Linked DNA regions of Zea mays: region 1 is linked to region 2. A link is a contact called in public Hi-C data. All regions are on one chromosome and are shown on one strand. Each heading gives the region's core, a stretch centred on a gene start, on an enhancer-like site or on the middle of the called end of the contact. The rest is flanking DNA. Distances are from core to core; before and after follow the strand shown. Region 1 holds the start of LOC100277194 (DUF4050 family protein). Region 2 holds the start of LOC109941983 (ABC transporter C family member 3).

Region 1 (5,465 bases), core at 943-3,442, 240 kb after region 2:
AGGTTGGATTAGGAACTTCTGTCTCATTGTCGTTATCTTCTTTGCCCTTGATGATGTGCACCAGAGCTATTGCTTTATCGGTGAAGTAGCTTTCTAGCCTAACTCCTCGAATGACCGCAAGCACTTGTATTTCTATAGAGCATGGTTGATTTTGTTGTGATTCTTGGAAATAATCTGACCAGTGCGAGAATTGGTGATGAACGTAGAGGGACTCACCATAGGAGAGGTGGATGGGTTATGCGTTGGTTCTAAATACCATGAAAAAATCATAGGGTAGATGGATTGAAACGTCGTGAGCTCTTTGAGTTGGTGTTTACATATTTATATAAGACAACAATCATCGTTGCATTGATTTATAAGTTTATAAATAAGACTTGATTTAGTTGTTACATCTTTCTAGCTTTATCTAAACCAAATCAAGACTATCTCTTACCCTTGAAAAGTACCACCAATCATGTGTATGCATAGAAGATCACATATAATTGGGATCTAAACAATACTATTTTATAACATTGTTGTTTGAATGGGCTACAAAAAACAGGTTTCTAGATGCGAGTGAGGTCATTGGCAAATCATTTCAAGGATCAAGGAACCTAGGTCCCACCTGCCAATCTATCATTTGGGAACCTAACTCATCCTCTCATCCCCATTCAGTAAAAGTTAAGGTCGGAATGGATAGAAAGTTTCTCGTGTTTTTTATATCTCCGATCTAAAATAGTTGACGTCAGATGATTCAAATTTTGACCTATAATAGTTGTTATTACCACTTCTCAATACATTGATTTTTTTGATACACAATACATCTCTATCTCTGTTTTTTCTCTTTCTTATTTTATGTACACCATACGTTGTACTTATTTAAAATTCTTGTATCCAAAACTAAAACATTTTAGAACTAAGGGTGTAGCCAAGTATGAACTTTCCCTATGTTTTTCCTAGGGACCTTTTTCTACAAACCAAACGACGTTACTATATTTTTTCTCTGTTCACCTTCGCTCCAAGGATTGGTTTGGAAACTTAAATCCCTCTAGGATTCTCGTGGATTGAGAGAAATATAAACTAATTTTCCATTCAATCCTAAGAATATCGGAGGAAATTTAAATTGTCAAACTAGCCACAAAAGGGTGAGTCTCCTATGTTTTTCCTATAGAGCTTTCTTACAAACCAAAGGGGTTCTTCCCTTTCCACCAGTCACTCGGAAATCATCTCTCATTTACTTATGATGCCGACAAGCCACGAAAGGAGGAACTTCACGATTGAACTGGGCTCGCCTCCACTTCTGGGCTTCAACCAGCTACTCAGCAAGAATTAGCACAACAGCTAGCACACTTTCGAGTTGCACTTACCGTCTCTCATATCCGTGAGGAAGGAACATGTGCCACTAGAGGCTAGAAATACTTCTCTTGTCAATTCAAGGAATGAGTCAAGGCAATACCATCTCGGAAGGCGACTCATATACAGAGAAGTCTGCTCACTCAGGTCTAATCTCATCTAGATGATCGGTTATTGGAAGCCGTTCTACAAATCCATGTCCTTGGATCTGACCTTCTCTTTAGCTTTTGGATTCCAGATCCAAGTGGTAGTATCGGGGCCCTTAGCTATTGTTCTTGAGAAATGTCCGGGTCTGGCCTATTCCTCAAAAGATGTTTTTATAGGATCCCTATCCACAGCAATTTTAACTTCTGGTTCCGACGAACGAATAATCATTAAGTCCTCCTCTTTCCTATATTTTTTCTTTTGTTTCACCTTTACCTAAAGATTAGTTTGGAAACTTAAATCATCTTCGAGGTTCTTGGATATTGAGTAGAAAATTAGCTTATTTTCGCACTCATCAATCAATGGAAATATTAGAGCGGATTTATGTTTTCAAATTAGCTTTAAGAACTTTTTATTTGATTATAAAGGGGTAGGAGGGGATTAAGATGAAACTAGAGGTAACTAACGCGCACACAACTAACAAGAATAGAGACAGCCTGAGCCCACCACATGAAGCGTCCGCGAGAGACCGTGGTGGACGTCCAAGAGCCAGGCCACGTCACGACGCGCTGTGAGAAGATGACCGCAGATTTTCCGATTCTCTCCGCTCCTCTCCTTTACTCTACCTTATCCCCCCAGGCCCCCACTGCAGGCCCACCAAAAGAAAAGATCACGACGCGACCCGCTCGCTCTCGCTCTCGGGCCCCAGTCCGATCGGGTCGGTGCCTACCCACCCCCGCTGGCCGCCGCACCCAGGCGAGGCGAGGCAAGGCGCGTCCCGAACAACGGAACCAACTGCACCGACCGAGTCAATCAATCCGGCGAGTGACCGAGTGGGGTAGGTTGTGTGCGGCATGACGACCACGCGCGACCGTGGCGCCGGCGGCGGATCGGCGTCGAGGGTCGGTGACGGGGACGTCGACCTGGGCGAGGGCTGGGACTGGGGCGCCATCCCGCGGCTCCTCTCCTCCGCCTGCCTCTTCCTCTGCTCCGGGTGGGTCCGCTTCGCTCATGTTCCTCTCCCCTCTTCCTCCCTCGCTAGCTTCCCACATCTGGTCAATCGAGTGCGACCTGCGCCGCCTGTGACAGAACCAACCGTAGGAGGGGTTGAACTGCCGCGACCGCGGGTGAAGCCAGCTGCTTATGCCGGGTGCGCGGTTGTGGATTCTGGGAGATTGACATATACGCTGTAGAGTAGAGTGCGACATAGATGGAAATATGGAATCGCGCCGTTGCGAGCGGCAGGGCGTTCCGGGCATCTGTATACGAGTTCGACTTATTAGATGCTGGAACTCAATTCACATCGTTTTTCAAGACGAAGCGCGCGCAAGGTAGTGGCGTTACCAGATTTAGCGACTACTGATCAGATGTCTGCAGTTTTGCAGCCTTCAGCCTAGGTGTGCCTACTTTATGTGGGAATAGATGTTAGGATGTCGCCGTGCTCTGGGTGTTTCACCCACTGCCGAAAGTCGGAGGTGACCTTGTCTGCCTCTAGATTGTGGCATGTCTGCCATCTGTTTCAGTTTCATATTCGGGTACCTTTACTTGTTTTTTTTATCTACTTATGCTAATTGTCTACATGATCAAACTCCTTCCGAACAGAGCAGAGGCTGTTTTGGTTGCTGCGATAAGACTGTAAAGCAACTGGGTGAACTGTCCAGAAACTTGATCACCCAGGACCAAATTACCATTGGAGAGCCATTTTGGAGCACAACCACCATCGAGGTTGAACCAGCAGATCTCAGTGGTGTTACTTCAGTCAATACATCTAACTTGGCCTCTGGAACTGGTAGCAGTCATAACCTTCCTGGACTTGGTAATAATGGTAGGTCACTCTGAATCGTTTTTTAAGGTCTGCTAAACTAGGGTGTTTTCACTGGATCGACATATTGTCTCATTTACTACAACCTTAACCTTGATTTTGTCCTAGCTTCTCTGAGCTGAGGAAAAGAATGTCAGTCTTAGTTTTTCCGTGGTTGTAATGAGAAGTTTATCTCCACTTGATATGTTGATCTTAAAAGTATTATTGCTTGGCATAAATCTCAATATTTATTTGAATTGTGTCATGATCTAACTATTGTTGGTACTTGGTACCAAGACTTACATTTGGTGTACTATAATATCATGTCTTAGTTTTCCATGGTTTTAATCAGAAATTTATTTCGAAGATTTGAAACCACAGTTTTGTTCTGTCATCTCATAACATCTGGTACATTTGGCTACTAGATTGGCATGTAAGGAACTTGAGTAGGCAGAAAAGGCAGTGCCCTGGTGGTGGGGAGGCTACTTGACCTCTCTATCCACCAGAGTTTGGCACCTTCAGCCAGCTAAGGTGCCCATGTTCTTCGGTGAACATCACATCTTCTAATCATTTTTGTTTATCTAAAGAATGGGTGAAGAAGTTTTGACTTTTGAGTATGGAAACTATTGCCGGATGGATATGCTGATGTTTGTGTTAGATAACATGTGAAATCGGCACATTGGTATACCTATTGTGAACAACCTTAGTAAGATTGTCTGAAGTTCAAAATATTGTTGCAGGACTTGTTCTGTGGGAACATACAAGGCAGGAGTGGACTGAAACTAGAAGTCTGCGGCTGAAGGTGAAGCAGGTTCGTGAACCAGTATTGAGGTATGAGTGAATGAAATGACAACCAGAACCCAAAAAGTTTACCTTTACCCATATCACGTTTCTGTCAGACAAGTATGTATTCTATAAAGTACATTTATTTTACCAAATGCACTTTGGCCCTTCTTCATATTAAAAGCAAAGGGTTATGCTGGGATCACCAGCTTTTCAGATCAAACCTCAGAATAACATGTTCGTCTATCATCATTTTAGCTTTCAGTAACAATTTTGTCTGCATTCTTATGGAAACATAAATATTTTCATCTATAATTTAGTTTATATTTAGAGGCATAATTTTGTTCTCCTGAAGTTTGAAATTATTGTGATGGACCTGTTCTTATCCAGGTGATATCAGCTGTATTGGCTTTGATGGTTTCAGTTTCTACTGAATCTTCCAATTGTGTGCTGTTAGTCTAATTTATCACTTCATTCATGTTGTGCACTATATGTTGCTCAAGCCCAATATGTTCTTTCATGCACTCCCTACGATTTCACAATATTTGCTCATCATCCTCACTAGCGTCATTGGGAACACTTCTACACCTATTTTAATTGTAGGGATTAGGAAGTGATTAAGTGATTGTAAAACAATATCTGATAAGGTTATATTGAGCTTGGTCATGCATACTGTAAATGGTTATATCTCATGTGACCTGTAAGTTCTACAACATATTGTCTAAGAAACTTCCATAAGCAACAAATAGCGTACCTTTGAATCAAATTTGATGGCAGCTGCTCATTTTACAAGAACAATGCAGTGAACCAGCTATGATGTTAATTGAATAAGAAAACGGACAGTCAGTCTTATTTCTCTACAATTTGTTTCCGGTGAAATAGATACAAGGTTTTTATTCCATTCTGCATAATATGCTGATATCTTATTTTGCTTCTGATTGTGTATTTCGTTTGTGCAACCCCAAGAAGCTTTAAGGAATGCTATCTTATTGACTGGAGATTTCTGTGATTGTGCTAAAAAATCTATATTTCCATATGCAGTTGGAATGCAGCATATGAGAGTCTGCTTGGATCAAATAAGCCATTTCCTCAACCCATTCCTCTTCATGTAAGATCTAACACATTTCAGTCTAGAATTTCTTGCAAGGAATGCACGCTCAAACATGGGTCATGACATTGCAGGAGATGGTCGATTTCCTTGTGGACATCTGGGAGCAGGAGGGGCTGTATGACTAGCGCAAATGATTTCATGGGATAACATCTGGGATAACACATAGTTGTTCCTCAAGAGAGGGGAAAAAGAATGACATAGAGGGTGTAGGCTTGGGATGTGGTGATGAGTTGGCCTGTCATACTTGTTTTTTGTCAATGGAGGCCTGCTGTACTTGCAGAATACAGAGCTGTG
Region 2 (5,631 bases), core at 496-2,995:
CATCTCCCACCCCTGCAGTTTCAGAATCCGCATGTTGCGCAGGATCTCGGACGTTGCCTTCATCCTGACATCCTTGCAGTCCATGAGCTTCTGCTGGAACTTCTCCTGCATCCGCCCAGGAGGCACATTGGCAAGCATGACGACCACGGTGGCGCCAAGTGCGGCGAGCGAAGCAAGCCCGAGGGTGGAGTACAGAATGAACAACGCCATGCCGACTTGCAGCGGTACCAGCCAGAGGTCGTGCATGTACCATGAGAAGATCCCGACGCGGTCGGCGTCGACGCTGATGATGTTGATCATCTCGCCGCTCGTGCGGCTCTGCCTCGACTGGCTTGACAACGCGATGCCCTTCTGGTACACGACGGCAACAAGCGCGGAACGCGCGCGTATCCCCGCCTGCTGCAGCCGGAAGAACCAGTGGCGCTGCGACACGCACTCGAACACCTTGGCGACAATGAACGCGAGGACAAGGAGCTGCCCCTTGCTCGCATACCTCTCGTCGCCGTTGAGGTACTGCACCAGGGAGTCGATGAGGTACGGGCCGACGTAGGTGGCGACATTGTAGACCAGCGCGTAGAACGCGGTCACCGCGACGTGCCACCACACGGTGCGCAACAGGGCCTTAGTGAGCTTGAACGCCGTGACGGCCTTCCGGCCAGAGCCGGAGACGTCGCCGGCCACCGCCTCTAGGTTGACCTTGAACATCGGGAGCAGGCTGGAGATGCTGTCGCCGGGGTCGAGCCCCGGGACGTCGTCCAGGCCGAGGGTCTTCTTGTGGCCGACCGCGAGAAGGGGGCCCATCCACGAGAAGGTGAGCAAGCTGAAAAAGCCGGCGCCGGTGAACCTGGACGCCTCGGCGTCGCCGCGGCCGCTACCGTCGGCAGACTCATGCGTGCCGTTGAGCAGAGGCTCCTCGGCCGCAGAGCCGCCTCCCTCCCTCCGGCCTACGAGCCCAGCGCAGAGCAGAACCACGGCAGCAGCAACCGAGACGGCGTCGAACGCCCACGAGAGCGCCGGTACCAGGAGCCCGTCGAGCCTGGTCGCCACGTGGTCGGCCACCGCCAGGAGGGAGAGCAGGAGGAAGAACGCCCACCAGAGCCTGAGAGGCGCCGGGAACCGCCCCTCGCGCCGCTGCCCGAAGTCGAACTGCAGGTACGCAGCGAGCAGCAGCCACGCCACCGCGCGCGCGGCCGCGTCCGCGAGGCCCACCGCCGTTTCACGCGACCACCCGGCGCTGCTGCCCAGGTAGCACGAGTAGGCCGCGAGCAGGACCTCGGCCGCCGCCACGGCCCACGTGGCGCAGACCGCGACGACGCGGCACCGGAACTGGCCCCCGCCGCGGGGGCCGCATCCGCGCGCCTCCCCGTCCTTGGCGCGGCCGGCGCCGGAGAGGCCGCAGCGGTGAAACAGGAACCGCCCCGCGACGGCGAGCGCGAGGAGGACGTGGACCGCGGCGCCCACGCCGTGGAGGATGAGCGGCTCCAGGGGGAAGAGAGAGTAGAGGAGGGGGCCCTCGCGCGCCGGTGTCGCCGCCATCGCGAGCGCCGCGTGAGGCGGCGCGGCCGTGGACGCGGGCATCTGGCGTCGGGTGTGGCTTGGGTGAGTGAGGAGGGACGGGCGAGTATGGGTTTATATAGGCGAGACGTCGCCGCGGGCCGCGGGCGTCAGCGGCCCCAAACCCTCCTCACGGCGACGCCCCGCGGTGGCGGTCAAAGACGGCTGCCGCGCGCGCCTCTGGGCTCCTTGGAGTCCAAGGAACCGTCCCCCTCCGTCTCCCCAGTCCCCGTCGCACACCCCAACCCCGCAGGCCGGCACCCCGCGCGAAAAAACCGAACGGCGCCGCGTGCCTGACCGCATCGGCTGTGGGCACTGGGCAGTAAACCTCCTACGGCGTCACGACGTGGCGCGGTTGTGCGCTGCTAGCTGTTAACAGAGTGCGGTAAGAATCGTTAATTACGCCGATGCGTGCGTTTTGTTTACGAGGAACGGAGGGCTTTTGGATTTGTTGCTGCACGGCTCCCGGCCAGAGAGATCTTCTGCGCGCTTCTCCGCGGAAGGTAGCGCCATGGCCGAGAGGGCAGTTGACGGGACGGGATCAACTGCAGGCATTGCCTACGGGAAAACTACTTGCAGCGCTAACCTACTAAATTAACGTATGCACATTACGTCGTGTTTAGAACCATTATAGTCTACTGACTTAAACATTTTATAAAGAACCCTTGACAGCCTGCAGATTTGGTTGGTGAGACTGCACTAGATTAAGAATTCGAATGAACATGAGTTAATTTTAGAATGTTAGAACTGTAGATAGTTTTACGCTTGATATGTTGGGCATGTTTGTTCACTTTTATTTTCTGAGAATCTGTTTGTGGAAAGAGCCTGGTTATGAAGATAACTTAAGTATAATGGAGATTACGTGCGGAGAAAGATAAAATAATCAATAGGGTTTACGATCTACAAAAGTGATGGTTTCTTACTATCGCAACGACGCGACCGATTTTGTGTTCACGTTGATTTTTAACAGTTTTAACTACAGTGTTTTCTATAGAAGCATACAAAAAGTTGAGTATTTGACAGTCTGCAGCAGTTTCTGATGGTCAGAAACTAAAACAATACGGTGGACTCCAACAACGCTCCCTTCCCCCTGTCGGCTCTGAGGTGCCCCGGCTGGCCAGCTCCAACGGTGCCCCCCTCGGGAGAATTCCCCCTTGGAGAAGCGGAGCTCTAGTGTGTGTTGTTTGAATGTACAAGCAGGGATGGAATGAGGCTAACCACATTTTCTATAGTGTTTTGATGAGAGTCGGGTAAACACCGGAGTAATTTTTTGTGACAACGTGATTCCAAAAAATTGAGAGGATGATGCCCCTGTTTGTTTGGGCTTTTTCCAGCTTCTTGCCACCAAAAGCTGCTGCAGATCGCCAAACGTCCCAGCTTTTCAGCCAGCTTCTATAAAAATCGTTTTGGTAAAAACCGTTCAAAATCAATATGAACACAAAATCGGTCGAATCGTCATGATAGTAGGAATCTGTTGCTTTCTAGATCCTGAACTCTTTGGACCACTTCATCTTCCTCCGCACGTAATCCACACAATACTCAGATTCTTCCCACAGCTAGATTCTCTCCACAGCCAGATTCTCAGAAAAGCTGGTCAGAAAAAAGCTGAACCAAACAGGCCCGATATCACACCCCGACTTATCCTACTTTGACATCAAACCAAACACACTATGTCTCCCTCTCCACCAATCGGTGATAAATAATTGCGAAATTAATCATTTTAGAGCTTAATTAGCAGATAACAATGTGTATTACGAAACTACGAATATGATAGTAATTTTTTAAAACTCAAAAAAACCGATGTTTAAAGTCAAATAGCCCAGTTAAAGAGTATAAGAGAGCTGAATAGGGGATGGTTGGAGAGAAGGTACAATAGGAGGAGTAATAATTGAGTGGGAGGTATTTAAATATGAATAGAAATTACAAATGAGAAGATTTGGGAGGAATAATGGTTAGAGATAGCTTAAGGGCTGTTTGCCCTGCGGAGCGCGGGATTTGGGAGGGAAGATCGTTGGAGATAGCATAAGGGCTATTGCCTTGCCCTTGCGGAGCGCAACTCGCCGAGAGAACAGTCGATCCAAACAAGTAGATGCCAACATACACGTATACGGGAGTTTGAAAACTTCGATGACGATAAAAAAAAAACTGTGCAAACAGAAACACAGCGGGATCAAATGGGGGGAAACGATGCACTGCACACCTCAAAACTCAAAAGGTAAACCAGTGGCTGGCGAAACTGACGTGAAATTTATAAGAAGAAGAAGGAAAAAAAAGGAGGCGGCAATAGCAAAGTTAGATTCAGAATGATCAACGATCGCTACATATAGCTTTGCATCTATGGCTAGCTTTGAGTGGTAGTGGCAACCAAGTCAGCATTTTATTTCTCTTGCTAGTTTTCGAGGACGTATAGGGAGGGCTACAGGCACATGCTGCTATTTCTTTCTGGATCCGGTGCTGGGCTGTGGCTGCCGAAAGCCGCGATGGTGAAGGGGCACTCGTGAATTCGGGGGAAAAAAGTCTGGCACGACCAACTGTTCATTAGCTGCTAGTATTAACGAATGAGAGCCCTCCGTCGAAACTAAAGGGAATTCGAATAGATAAATAATTAGAATATAGTAAGTCATATGGTTTAATGTTTGGTCAGTTTTTTCTACAAAGTAATGATATTTAGTTGAGAGGTTTGGAATATGTTAACTAATAGACAAAATAATTGTTAGTTATACCTATTAAACAACTATTAGTTGTTAGCTGCTCCAGCCTAGCTAAAACCAGCTCATAACTTATTAGTTAACTATAAATTAGTTCTAGATGTTTAGAACAAGACCTAAATAGATAGGTTAGCTACGAAATACTTCATCTATTTTAAATTAAAATTTGTTTTAGCTTTCAATAGATTCATAAAATAACTGACATAAAAGTCAAAAGTTAAAATGAACCATAGACGGAAGGAGTATATTTTCTATAGTATGTCTATTATGGTAATCGGCGGTAGCGGTGGATATAAGTACTGGACCGTCCGATCCATGGCCTAGAGCAGGGCTCTTGACCTCTTGTATATGTAGTTGTTTTTATTAATTGTACTCAAAGTTCAATAGATAGATCTAATAGAAAAGCCCAGGCGTGGATCCGATCCTGATGATCGGCGGGCGGGATTATACGTACGTATTTTTTTTTTCCATCAGAACAACGGATCAGATTCTTCGTGACGACGTGACACAACATGGAAATGGCTAGCGTCATTCTATTTATTCGACTGGTGGAATATAAAAACGGCCGGGAGAAAGTACACCATTTGCTGTCGTGTTTAGCTTGGTGCATGCAACGCGACGCGAGGCACCAGCGCGGAGGGCCGTGGGGCCGGCTTGTCCGCACCTATCTACGCGTGAAGAAGGAGAAACGATGAAAAGTGAGCTTCGTGAATCGTTGGTAACTTCGAAGAAAGTTATGGGAAGAAAAAAAAAAATCACTCCCCGTGCACAGGTTGGACGACTAATCATGAGTTACCAAGTAGTAACTGTCAGTGTCCTAACTAAGTTGGTTTTTAACTTTTAACCCCACCTAGCAACAAACTTTAGCTGATAGTTTCGGCGATCTAGGTAAAGTAATTAGGTGACATAGCCTATGCAATTATACCGCCAATTTGTCCAAATGAGTTGGCACCTGCAATTAGCCGCCGCGCCTGCGTGTATATTCTTCTTTTTTTAACAAGGCACAGTATCTTATTCTCTTCATGTAGTACATGATTATTATTTTTTTTTTGAAAAGAATCAAGGTAGTATCCTAGATACATACCTGCTCACCACCCACGCCCACGACGGTTTCCACTCGTACACATACGGATATATATATTCCAAACCGTATCATACTGCGGTAGTGGTAATATATTATTATGTGTATCTAGTACTTGATTATTTTTTTAAATAAAAAACAAGGTTAGTATCCTAGATACACTGCTCACCACCCACGCCCACGACGGTTTCCTCTCGTACACGCACGGTTACCCACGAATATATATATTCCGAACCATATCATAACTCGCTCCATTCATATGATTTAGTCGTTTAAGTCAATCATTAT

What was found. A called contact is a pair of places that touch in the nucleus more often than the background predicts.
Region 1: a contact with region 2 is called in a Hi-C map of leaf, with 8 times the contacts expected there. The contact joins the promoter of LOC100277194 here to the promoter of LOC109941983 in region 2. A contact is called at or near these places in 3 of 25 Hi-C or Micro-C datasets (leaf and tassel).

The regions. Positions count from the first base shown.
Region 1 is chr8:17,927,394-17,932,858 of Zm-B73-REFERENCE-NAM-5.0, reverse strand. It overlaps LOC100277194 (DUF4050 family protein), which reads left to right and starts at 2,192. Exons shown (of 5, transcript NR_176298.1): 1 at 2,192-2,470; 2 at 3,079-3,301; 3 at 4,018-4,108; 4 at 5,102-5,168; 5 at 5,243-5,465.
Region 2 is chr8:18,162,778-18,168,408 of Zm-B73-REFERENCE-NAM-5.0, reverse strand. LOC109941983 (ABC transporter C family member 3) reads right to left here and starts at 1,745. Exons shown (of 10, transcript XM_020543288.2): 1 at 1-1,745. The coding sequence starts at 1,578.